2 separate regions of the Cyprinus carpio genome follow, and region 1 is linked to region 2. A link is a contact called in public Hi-C data. All regions are on one chromosome and are shown on one strand. The core of a region is the stretch at or near the end of the contact, and the rest is flanking DNA. Distances in the headings are between cores, read along the strand shown. Region 1 holds the start of LOC109054384 (lysM and putative peptidoglycan-binding domain-containing protein 4). Region 2 overlaps LOC109110521 (chromodomain-helicase-DNA-binding protein 2).

Region 1 (5,178 bases), core at 1,326-3,825, 160 kb before region 2:
GAAAAGAAAAGAAAAGAAAAGAAAAGAAAAGAAAATTATATTATATTCTGCTCTTTGACCTGAAATGACCTGCATATTTACAAAAAAATGTATCCAAACAACAGCAAACAATGTCAAATATGCGAACTTGCATGTTGTGTAATAAGTTAAATTACATATTACAAGACTAACAGATTAATTTGACTACAATACATTCCTGTGTTCTCAATTGAAGCTTCTTCCAAAAATCAATTACATGAGTTATTTTTAGTGTGTTTTCTGTTGCCTCGTTAATTTGCTATAATTTTGGCTGGTAAAGCAAAGTGTGCATTGAATGATGACAAGCATTTGCTCCTACACTGTAATGTGTGATGTTAATTAACACTAAAATGAAAATTAATTGGAAAAATAATTCAGATTTGTGATCATGTATCAAATCCTGTACCATATATGACAATGGCCAAAATTGGATTTGAAAAGATCACCTTTTTTTCACACAGCACAAGAACAGTGTCAAAACACACGCACACAAACACACACAAATATATGTGTGTGTAACTTGCTGTTATATCTGACCCCATAATGGCAAGCAGAAGGCATTATCTGCTCAATCAAACCCTTCTAGTCAAGCTTAGAGAGTACTGACAAATGTCCCAGGGCTACCAACATCAGTGTCCAAATGTGGATCAACTACGGCAGGCTCGTGTCCTCCATCATGGACTGCTGAGCCTGAGCGTTGACCTGTGCTTTAGCAGGTGACCTGAAGCACCTGACACAGCCCTGCTATAGTAATTGACTCCTGGACTGGAGCAGACAAGTTCCTCTGATGCTGACAAAGAATATTCTGACAAAGAACGTGAATGAGGGACATGGACCTTTGGCAAACAGAGGTTTACAACGCTTTACTGCAAACCATCCTTGAGCAAATTGTTTTGAAACTACTGCAGATACATAGCGACATCTTGAGGTCTAACTGAGAAGTGCTGCTAAGTAGACTGACAGAAAAGATCCTTTGGGGACTGTCAGCACATTTGGTAATCAGTATATACACAGATTACCCGAGATACACAGAGATAGATGTCTTAAAGCAAACAAATAAATAAATAAATAAATAAAAACATTAAAAGTCTTACTGTTCAAAAACTTTTGACTGGTAGTATATATATATATATATATATATATATATATATATATATATATATATATATATATATATATATATATATATATATATATATAAATATATAGAATTATGCATTTATGGAGGCTATAATCTCCTTAAGCCTATTAAAAGTAGTTGACCCAAAACGAAAATTCAGTCATAATTTAATCACCCTCAGTTCATTCCAAACCTGTATGGCCTTTTTGAAATATTTCAGATTTTCAAAACCATGTGATTCGACCTCTTCATGATCAGCTCACATTTTGGTCAGACCCAGATAGCAGACAGATTTGGACCTAATCTGGGCCACTTTTGGCACTTACGGCTCAGTTACGGCATGATCCAACTAATCAAGTCCCTCAGACTTATTTGAAAACTACATGGTATGTGTGTGGGAGCAGGGCTAGAACTAAACTCTGCAGGGCTCCGGCCCTCCAGGAACTGAGTTTGACACCCCTGCTTTACCCACAGCTTCATGTTTCCGACCTCAAGTGACTTGTTTGAATATCAGCACGGAAGCAATGCAACACAATAACCCACATCTGCTGTTGTTACTTCTTTTGAATTTTCAGATTTCAGATTTGTTCAGATATGGTCAGAAGAATTTTGAAAGATTGGAGTATACTGAATATTGAAAGATTTGTGTGTGACTATCATTTTATCTTTTACAGTATAGGCTATAAAGAAATTAAATTTATTTAACAATGATGCATTAAATTGTTCAAATGTGGCATTGAATGGGCCTACATTTAGTTTCTTTGATCACAAAATATTTCAAAACTTTCTATTCATCAAAGACTCCTGAAAAAAAAAAAAAAAAAAAACAAAAAAAAAAAAAATATATATATATATATATATATATATATATATATATATATATATATATATATATATATATATATATATATATATATATATATATATATATAAAATTAACCTTTCCACAAAGAAAGAAAAAGAAAGAAAGAAAGAAAGAAAGAATGCAAGAAAGAAAGAAAGAAAGAATGCAAGAAAGAAAGAAAGAAAGAAAGAAATATTGATTTTAAAGGAGATACAATATTAATTTGTTATGATTATAGGTAGTAACAATTGTTTAGAAAATGAATTAATTTCCACACCTGCTCATGAGCTATAGGCACGAGTGTTTCAACTACACACATTCACATCCTGCCGTGACACGTAAGAGGCGCCCGTGTTCTCAACCACACTTAACAGAGAGAAACTTTATAGTCTTGGGGAAACATAAGCCACGGGTAATGTACCATGCCACTTCACCATTTTAATTGAACGCCTGACACCAGATTTTGATTTCGAAATAAAGACGTTAAATATTATTTACAATAATAATAATAATAATAAATATCGGAAACGCAACCACTTATGTAATAGCAGCGTAATCTACTATAGAGGATTCGCCTTCTTCAACGAGCTGATTGGCTGGAGGACCTGTCAATCTACAGTGGCTTTCTTGCCAACACCAGCACGCTCGGTTGCGTTATGAAGTTTCTAAAATGACACTTGGGGATATTTTTGTCAGCACCATGTAGCTGTTTTTATCTAGAAAGGTGAGTATTATTCAGATTCAACTCAAGAATTGGGAAAGTTATTGAAAAAGCGGAGATGAGTATAGTATAGAATTAGCTTAACGTTACGAGTGTCGGCTACTGTAACCTTTATAAGCGTTTAGCTACTGTACACATACTCCATTTTTTCTTAACAAATGTAAGGTATATTTTGTTGATTTTTTGTCTTGTGTTTTGTGCAGTTTTGGGGGGAAATCTTTTCAGTCAGTGTCAGTTCATGTAACGGTGTTCTGATCCGCTGTTGTTTCAGCTCCAGACAGTCACTTTCCAGCTCTGATTTTTTCCTGAGGTAGTGCTCGCCACAATCTCACAATCCAGTAGATGTATGCTTATGAACAATGATGCATTGTTTCGTGTTGTTTACATTCTGCAGTATGTTTCTTACTGTAGTTACAAACTTTTTATTACAATAGTTGTCAAAGTGTAATATGTAAGATTTTATTTTTTTTTATTTTTTTTACTATGGGCACTTTTGGTCCTGTAGAAAATAAATAATCTTAAAAGACCCTAAATAAAAATTCACACCCTAAATACGTTATATATTTTAGTTAATACCAATTTCTAACAGCGCAACACAGAAGAACATGTTTTTTGACAGTCCCACAATCGACATTCCCACAGTTTAATACATCTTAAAATTTGTGTTTAATAGCATTTTTTATTGGAAATAATAATGTAAACATTAATAAAATGCAACCCCTTTATCTTTATAAGGCTCATTTTATAGCTAGAATTTTATGTATCATAAATATTCACACTTAAAAAATATTCACACTTAAATAATATTTTTACATATTTTGCATAATCTAACATCATTTCTGTTTGATTGCACATTGTGTGCAACAAAAGTATTATTTTTACAAGTGATAATCACCTGTTTCTTTTTCTTCTTTTTTTTCTGGTAAAAGTTTAAAATGTTACAATACATTTGAAAAGTATGGAAATATAATTCATGAAGGTATGGATAATGTTTCCAATAAAGTTTGAATGTTATATAACAAATAAACAGTAAATAAATTAAAATAAAAATGCATGTGTTTATAATATAAATCAACTCCTAAGTCATAGAAGTGCTCAAAGTTGATGAACGCTACCGTTCAAAGTTTAGGGACATTTAAAAAAAAATTGCACCAAAATTTGATCAAAAAAAAAAAAAAAAACACGTAATAGTGTGAAATATTATTATTGTTAAAACTGTTGAACTAATTTATTATATTATATTAACTTATTTATTATTATATTATTTATAGTTTAGATTTAGCCTAGTTCTGTGTTTTTTTCTTTTAGCAGCCAATACTTCAGTCTTCAGTGTCATGATACTTCAGAAACCATTTTTATAAATGATTCGGTGCTCAAGAAATATTTTGTGTTAAAAACAGTTGTGCTGCTTAATTTTTGTTTTATTTGATAAATAGAAAGTTCAAAAGAACAGCATTTAATTGAAATGAAAATGTTTTGTAACAATTACTGTCACATTTTAATTAATCTTTTCTTCATTAAAAAATTTTAATTCCTTTAAAAAAAAAATGCTTACCCTAAAACTTTGAAAATGAATGTACTGTATATGCAAACTGAACTGGCCTTACTACTTATTCTTCTAGATATTGGTCTAGTTGCAGTGATGAGGCGAGGAGATCCTCTCCCTCGAGCCTTTCAGGCTCCAGTGGATGTACATGCCAGTGCGGATGGCCAAGTGTACATGTTCAGACACAGACAAGAAGAACCAGAAGTGTCATCTGAGGATGAGGAACTCAATGTCATGGAGCTCCGGCCACGAAGCAGAGACTCGTCCTCACAGGAGAGAGAAAGAGTGGGAGAAATGCTGTTGATGGAACGGGACATCTCACATGAGGACAATCTCAACAAACTGGCCCTTCAGTATGGATGCAAGGTATCATCTTTGTTAGTGTAGCTCATTCTCATTTAGGCCCTTAAAGGAATAGATCACCCAAAAAAGAAAATTTGATTCAAATTTATTCACCCTCAGGCCATCCAAGAAGTAGATGAGTTTGTTTAATGCTAAATGTATGAGTACATTTTAAGGATGAGTTCATTTTATGGTGAACATTTCCTTTAAAAATCATCCCTTTCTATGGCTTCCAGGTGGCTGACATAAAACGGGTGAACAACCTTTTTCAAGAGCAGGACATGTATGCACTGAAGTCTATCAAAATCCCTGTAAAGAAGCATGGCTTGCTAACCGAGGCCAACTCTGAGCTCAGGGACCCCCAGCAAAGACCCTCCAATGATGTAGCATCATCAGACAGCGCTGAAGCAAACGTCTCGGGAAGACCTCAGGTGCAGGAGTACACCAATTACCTAAAAGAGGTGGACAGTGACATCGAGCGACTGATCAAAAGCACGGACCCCTCAGAAGAGCTCTTTTCCAGCGGTTCCAGGGTGTCCAAACGATGGGGGTGGAGAAGCCAGCGTTTGCGCAGCTACGGTGCAGAC
Region 2 (5,081 bases), core at 1,608-4,107:
TTTGTTTGACAATGGAAGTGACTTCACCACAGACTTAATGCAAGTACCGTTGAGCTAAGACTGCCACCTAATGGTACAATAAGTAAACTCAATATCCTAAACTATTTTAGACCACAGCCATGATCCTATCTAAAGAGAACATTGTACATTACAGTGTTCGAGCCATATTATAACTTTTGCTCTATTAACAGCAAATATTCTAGTCAAATGTGCTTTCCCCACTTATTATAAACATTCAACAATTATAAACAAAAAGACTGAGCAAAAATATTTAAATGTTTTTCTAACATGTTTCTTAACCAATTCGTCATTATGATTCTAAAACACGTGTTTCATGTAGGTTATAGCTGACGAACGTTACCAGCAATAACAGTACATTCCTGAACAGAACATTACAACTAGGCTATTTGCATTTTGCACTGGTGGATCGAAAAAATACTGAAAATAATTCCACAAAATGCCAAAAGAAGAAACAGGAGCAAGAGACAAAAAGCGAATAGGCAATTTATTGAAATCTGCATTTAAACTCCAACAGGCTGTTCATCAGCTGATCAAAAATTTAAGACCATAGCCTTAAAAAGTTTAAACCTGTGCAAAAATATGTCTTTCATGTCATTGTCCTTCAGGCAGTCACACTGTCATGATCTCCTGATGGCAAAGGCAAAAGGGCTTTTCTGTCTTTGAACGTGGCAGGAACGCGCCATCGCTGCCGAGGTTGGACGCAATAAGACCTCTTAAAAGATTCTGAGTTATGGGACAAAAAAAAAAGTCAAGTTTGACGCCCCTGCACAACCTGAAGCTCTATTTTCCCATTGAAGGAAAAAGCACCTTAGATCATGATGGAGCCTCCTCCACTGTGCTGCATAGAAAACATCTCCAGTGGGATCTTTTGTCATGCCAGTAAGCCATCACGACCGTCCAGGTTAATTTTCTTTCTCGTCAGAGAATAAAACTTTCTTCCACCTTTCAATGTCACATGTTTGGTGCTCCCTATTAAATTCGGGCAAGTTTGTGAGTTTGGAGGAGACGTGGCTTTTGAAGACGTTACTTACAACCTGGTTACAATCCACCATTGCAAAATGCAAATACTTGTAATGTTCCCCCCGGTTTAAAGAATTTGTTCAGGAGTGTATTATTCCCTTATCATTTTAATCACTTAAATCTGTTATTAATGTTAAAGCCTGTTGAAAACAATATAAAATATACAATATGGAGTTAAGGAAGAGTCTCACCTTAGCAATTCGCGCCATTCCTCTCAGACTCCCAGTGCACGTGATGAAGACAGGAGCGCGAACATCCGGACCAATTAAACGTTTTTTTTTTTTTCTTACATTTGATAATTTCGAGGATTCTTCCTAAATATCACCTTAAATTAATGGAAATGAATGAAAATAAATAAAATAAATCCAAGTTGGTCAACTTGTTGAAACTGCATGAAGACTGCAGTTGACATAGGTTGCATAAAACTAGTTATAAAAACTGCAATTAGTTTTAATTATCACTGAATAACAAAAGCAGATTGTCCATGATGTAGGAAAGTTTAATACATATAGGTATATAAACATATGTACAGTACAATTAATCTGAACAGTGGCTTTTCACAAATATAAATTACTTTAAATTGGCTTGTTTCAAAGCTTAACATGTCCGTGGAGTGTGAGCAGGAGCTTGGGTGGGAAAGTAGCACATGTTCAGTATTCCATATTTCACCAGCTCACCTGCTCTCCTAGTCCTGCCACCATGATATTTTGGAATTGAGCACACCACATTGTTCCCCACTCACCAGAGCTGGCTTTACATGCACTCAGTTAAAATTCCATTCTGGCAAACGTTTTGAAATTGTACACAACAGCATAATACTGCATCATTTCCGACCGCTTAACATCCTTATACCAATCCGGTGTTTGAATCTACACAAGAATAAGGCACAGATGGAAAAACACATCAAATAAACAATCAATGAACAGTATCTACCAGCATGCCAGTCTGTCAACGTTTTGGCACAAAATCTGGTTCACCAAAAATAGCTTAACCCCCACCCACTCTGTCCATTCATACAGTACTCACATTTCCACTTAAAGGTCAACGGTATCAGCATTTCAGCACACTTATACTGAGAAAACAACTCAACAAAACATGAAAATCAGATTCGGATAACGTCTACCATTACTACATACTCAAAATCGAGCAAGTACTGTCCTTTTAGTGCAATAAAAAGATGCAACAGTACAAGCACTGACCATAAAGTGGACTTAAGTGGTGCCAAGTGTTGCAGATATAAGAAAATAAAAACAAAGATAGCTTACGTGTTATGATTATCTAGTGTTCTGACAAGGTCTTCATAGACCCTGAATACTGTTTAGCCTTTTTTTTCCTTCTTTGTTTTTAAAACAAGGCTACTGTCCTCCAACAGGGCAATATTAACAAGTGGCGGGTCTGCAATAGCAAAGACGCATTTCGCGGACTCGATAATTCGAGAAAAACAATTCCAGTAATTGTTGCTCATCACACAAGACAAAAGACAAAAATGTACATGTAATTACTTGATTTTCTTTCCTCAAAATGACGTACGATCACAGGGGTCTGGGCATTTCAGAAAGCAAAAGCGACAGTTTCGAAGAGCTCAACAAAATTATGAATCAACATCTGAAGGTGCAATTAAAACGATTCCTTTTTTCTCCTCCCACAAAGGCTACTTTCATGAAAAAAATCATTTTTTGCACAAACCAAAATAACACGAAAGCAAAAAGACATGAACATCAAAGAAAAGTTCGCTTTGGGGATATTCCCTTTCTGCTAATGTCTCTCAACAAAGACCAAATACATGAGGCACTTTCTAACTTAGGCATACTTCAACACTTCATCAAGTTCAATCATAGTCCATAGGACTAACCATGCTTTGTTCTGTCTCCTCAGTCCAAAATGGCTGACTTAACCTGGTTGTGAAACCTAGAAGAGAGCGGAGGACACAGTGGCGATAAAGAGGAGCTTGGTGGAAGCTCCATTTATTGCCTAAGGTGGCCTTTCTGACACATCCTTTGGCAGTACAGACCGTCCCTGCACTAACCAAGTATTCACCTCACGTCTTCCTGTTGTTCCAATTAAAGTCCGTCACAGGTTTCTGCTCTGCAGTTCTTTCCATAGCAGGTGAGATGGGCTCAAGGGGGGATTTCTGAGACTGAGGTGAACGGGGGTCAAGCAGGGGTGGGGGTTTGTCAGGGTGGAAGGGGCGGTAGTGATCGGGCCCCATGGGGCCATGGTTTCCAGGGGGTCCCCTGTGGTCCGGCATCCTTCTGAAGTCCTGTGGATGCCCTCCTCCACCTGGGTGATAGTTCGGGGAGCGGTATTCATCGGAACGCCTTCTCTTAGGGTCTGGATGTCTGAAAACAAAAAGCTAAATTTTAGTCCTACAGCTCTACACACAACAACACAGTTTTGGGTATGAGGATGGGTTGTAAACGTTAACAGATTTAATAAAAAGCTACTCTTACTCACCTGTCATAATAGTCTCTATGGCCACGATGATCTCTATCATTACCATACTCATAGGGTCGTTTGCGAGGGGATCCGCTGTTGCGGTAACCTCCTGAGCTGCGATAGTCACCATGAGGACGACGGTCACCGTAATGATGGTCCTTGTACCTGTGAGTGTCATACGGGTGATGCCGATCCCCTTGCCAGGACTGATTGCTGTTACCTGGGTAGCTGTACTTGCGGTCTCTTTGCCAGTCTCCCCTATCTGTTAAAAGATGCACAAGGTACCAAATGAGACCAAATGAAATTGTAAATGACATCATTTATGACTGTACAAAAAATATCTGATATCCAAACCAGAATAATAGTAGCTATGTGATGTAGCTATACGGTTTCTGGGTCCAAGCCTCTACTCCATTTTAAATGAGAATACTTTCTCAGAAGTCATTTATGAGCACTATTCGGTTAGTAGGGCCCTATGAAATCTATTAAAAAATAAAAATTTAATTAGTAAATTAATTTAAATTAAATTAAATAATGAAATAAATTAAGTAAATTAAATAAATTACAATGTTATTATTCAAAAAGCATGTCTAATTAATTGAATTCATGAAACCTACACAATTTATTATTAGTTTAACAAAAATTACATATTTAAGGCCCTATGATTTTTTTTTAAATTCAGTTCTATTTTTTTTTTTTTTTACAAAATACTATTGTCTATTATTTTTCTGGAAACTATTTTATGTTTACATTAAATTGTAATAATCAAAAGCATCTCTAATTAATTGATTTTAGATATAAAAAAAAATATTATTATTTTCTTTCTTTTTCTTTTTTTTTTTCCAGAAATAATGTGTTGTGTATTTACATTTTTCTGCTAAATAAATTCTGGTGAAAATTTTTTCATGGTAAATATTCCTTAAAAAATATGTTTAATTCCTATTACTAGTAGTGATACTATCATTACATTAAGTAATACATTTGTCACAGTTTCTTCAAGTTAATCAAACTTTTATTTTGACTGGTTGCTATGAAGACCTTCAAGTTTCTGATTGTATATTATATGACTATAGTTTTCCCTCAAAAGAAATGGTAAAATCCTCATGAATTGGCTCTCAGAGCATGTGTTCATGTACTCATATTGAGACAGCAGAGGCTGAAAACACTGTGTAGTAAATGAAACCACGTGTCTACGTCGTTCATTCACAGGGACATGCAGAACATGCAGGATTCATATCTAAATAGTCTTTTTGCAGCTTAATATTCACAGACACTAATCCATATCGTGTTTTGATTTAATTGTACTGACTTACTTTTGATTCATCCATCCAAAATTTGACAAATTCCGTGACATTTCATGTTATACAGTAGATTCCATATTTATAACTTGATTCTGTGTTTTCAACATCACGGAAATCATAGGGTCCTGGTTTAATAGTACTACAGCACAATGTGAATGCAATAAGCTGTGTGTTTTTCCTGATCTAAAAGAGCGTTTGGACCCCAAAACGGTGACACTTGATGGACTGTTGCATCTCTCACCGTCATTAGGAAAGTGCCTTTTATTGGGCTGGTTGTACTCTCTGTGGTGGGCGTGAGGGGGA

What was found. Hi-C and Micro-C count contacts between places; a contact is called where the count stands out from the background.
Region 1: a Hi-C map of skeletal muscle shows a contact between it and region 2, with 4 times the contacts expected there. The contact joins the promoter of LOC109054384 here to the enhancer-like site in region 2. A contact is called at or near these places in 5 of 8 Hi-C or Micro-C datasets (liver and skeletal muscle).

What each region holds. Positions count from the first base shown.
Region 1 is chrB18:15,102,893-15,108,070 of ASM1834038v1, reverse strand. LOC109054384 (lysM and putative peptidoglycan-binding domain-containing protein 4) reads left to right here and starts at 2,575. Exons shown (of 3, transcript XM_019071656.2): 1 at 2,575-2,706; 2 at 4,326-4,615; 3 at 4,828-5,178. The coding sequence starts at 4,346.
Region 2 is chrB18:14,942,102-14,947,182 of ASM1834038v1, reverse strand. It overlaps LOC109110521 (chromodomain-helicase-DNA-binding protein 2), which reads right to left. Exons shown (of 36, transcript XM_042743975.1): 34 at 5,020-5,081; 35 at 3,496-3,739; 36 at 1,520-3,380. The coding sequence ends at 3,080. Among protein-coding and RNA genes, the nearest start is that of LOC109110521, 30 kb to the right of the region's middle. Within about 2 kb of position 2,857, at least 1 of the 8 cell types and tissues checked has an H3K27ac peak or open chromatin away from gene starts, as enhancers often do. A contact at or near this core is called in skeletal muscle, where this site is marked.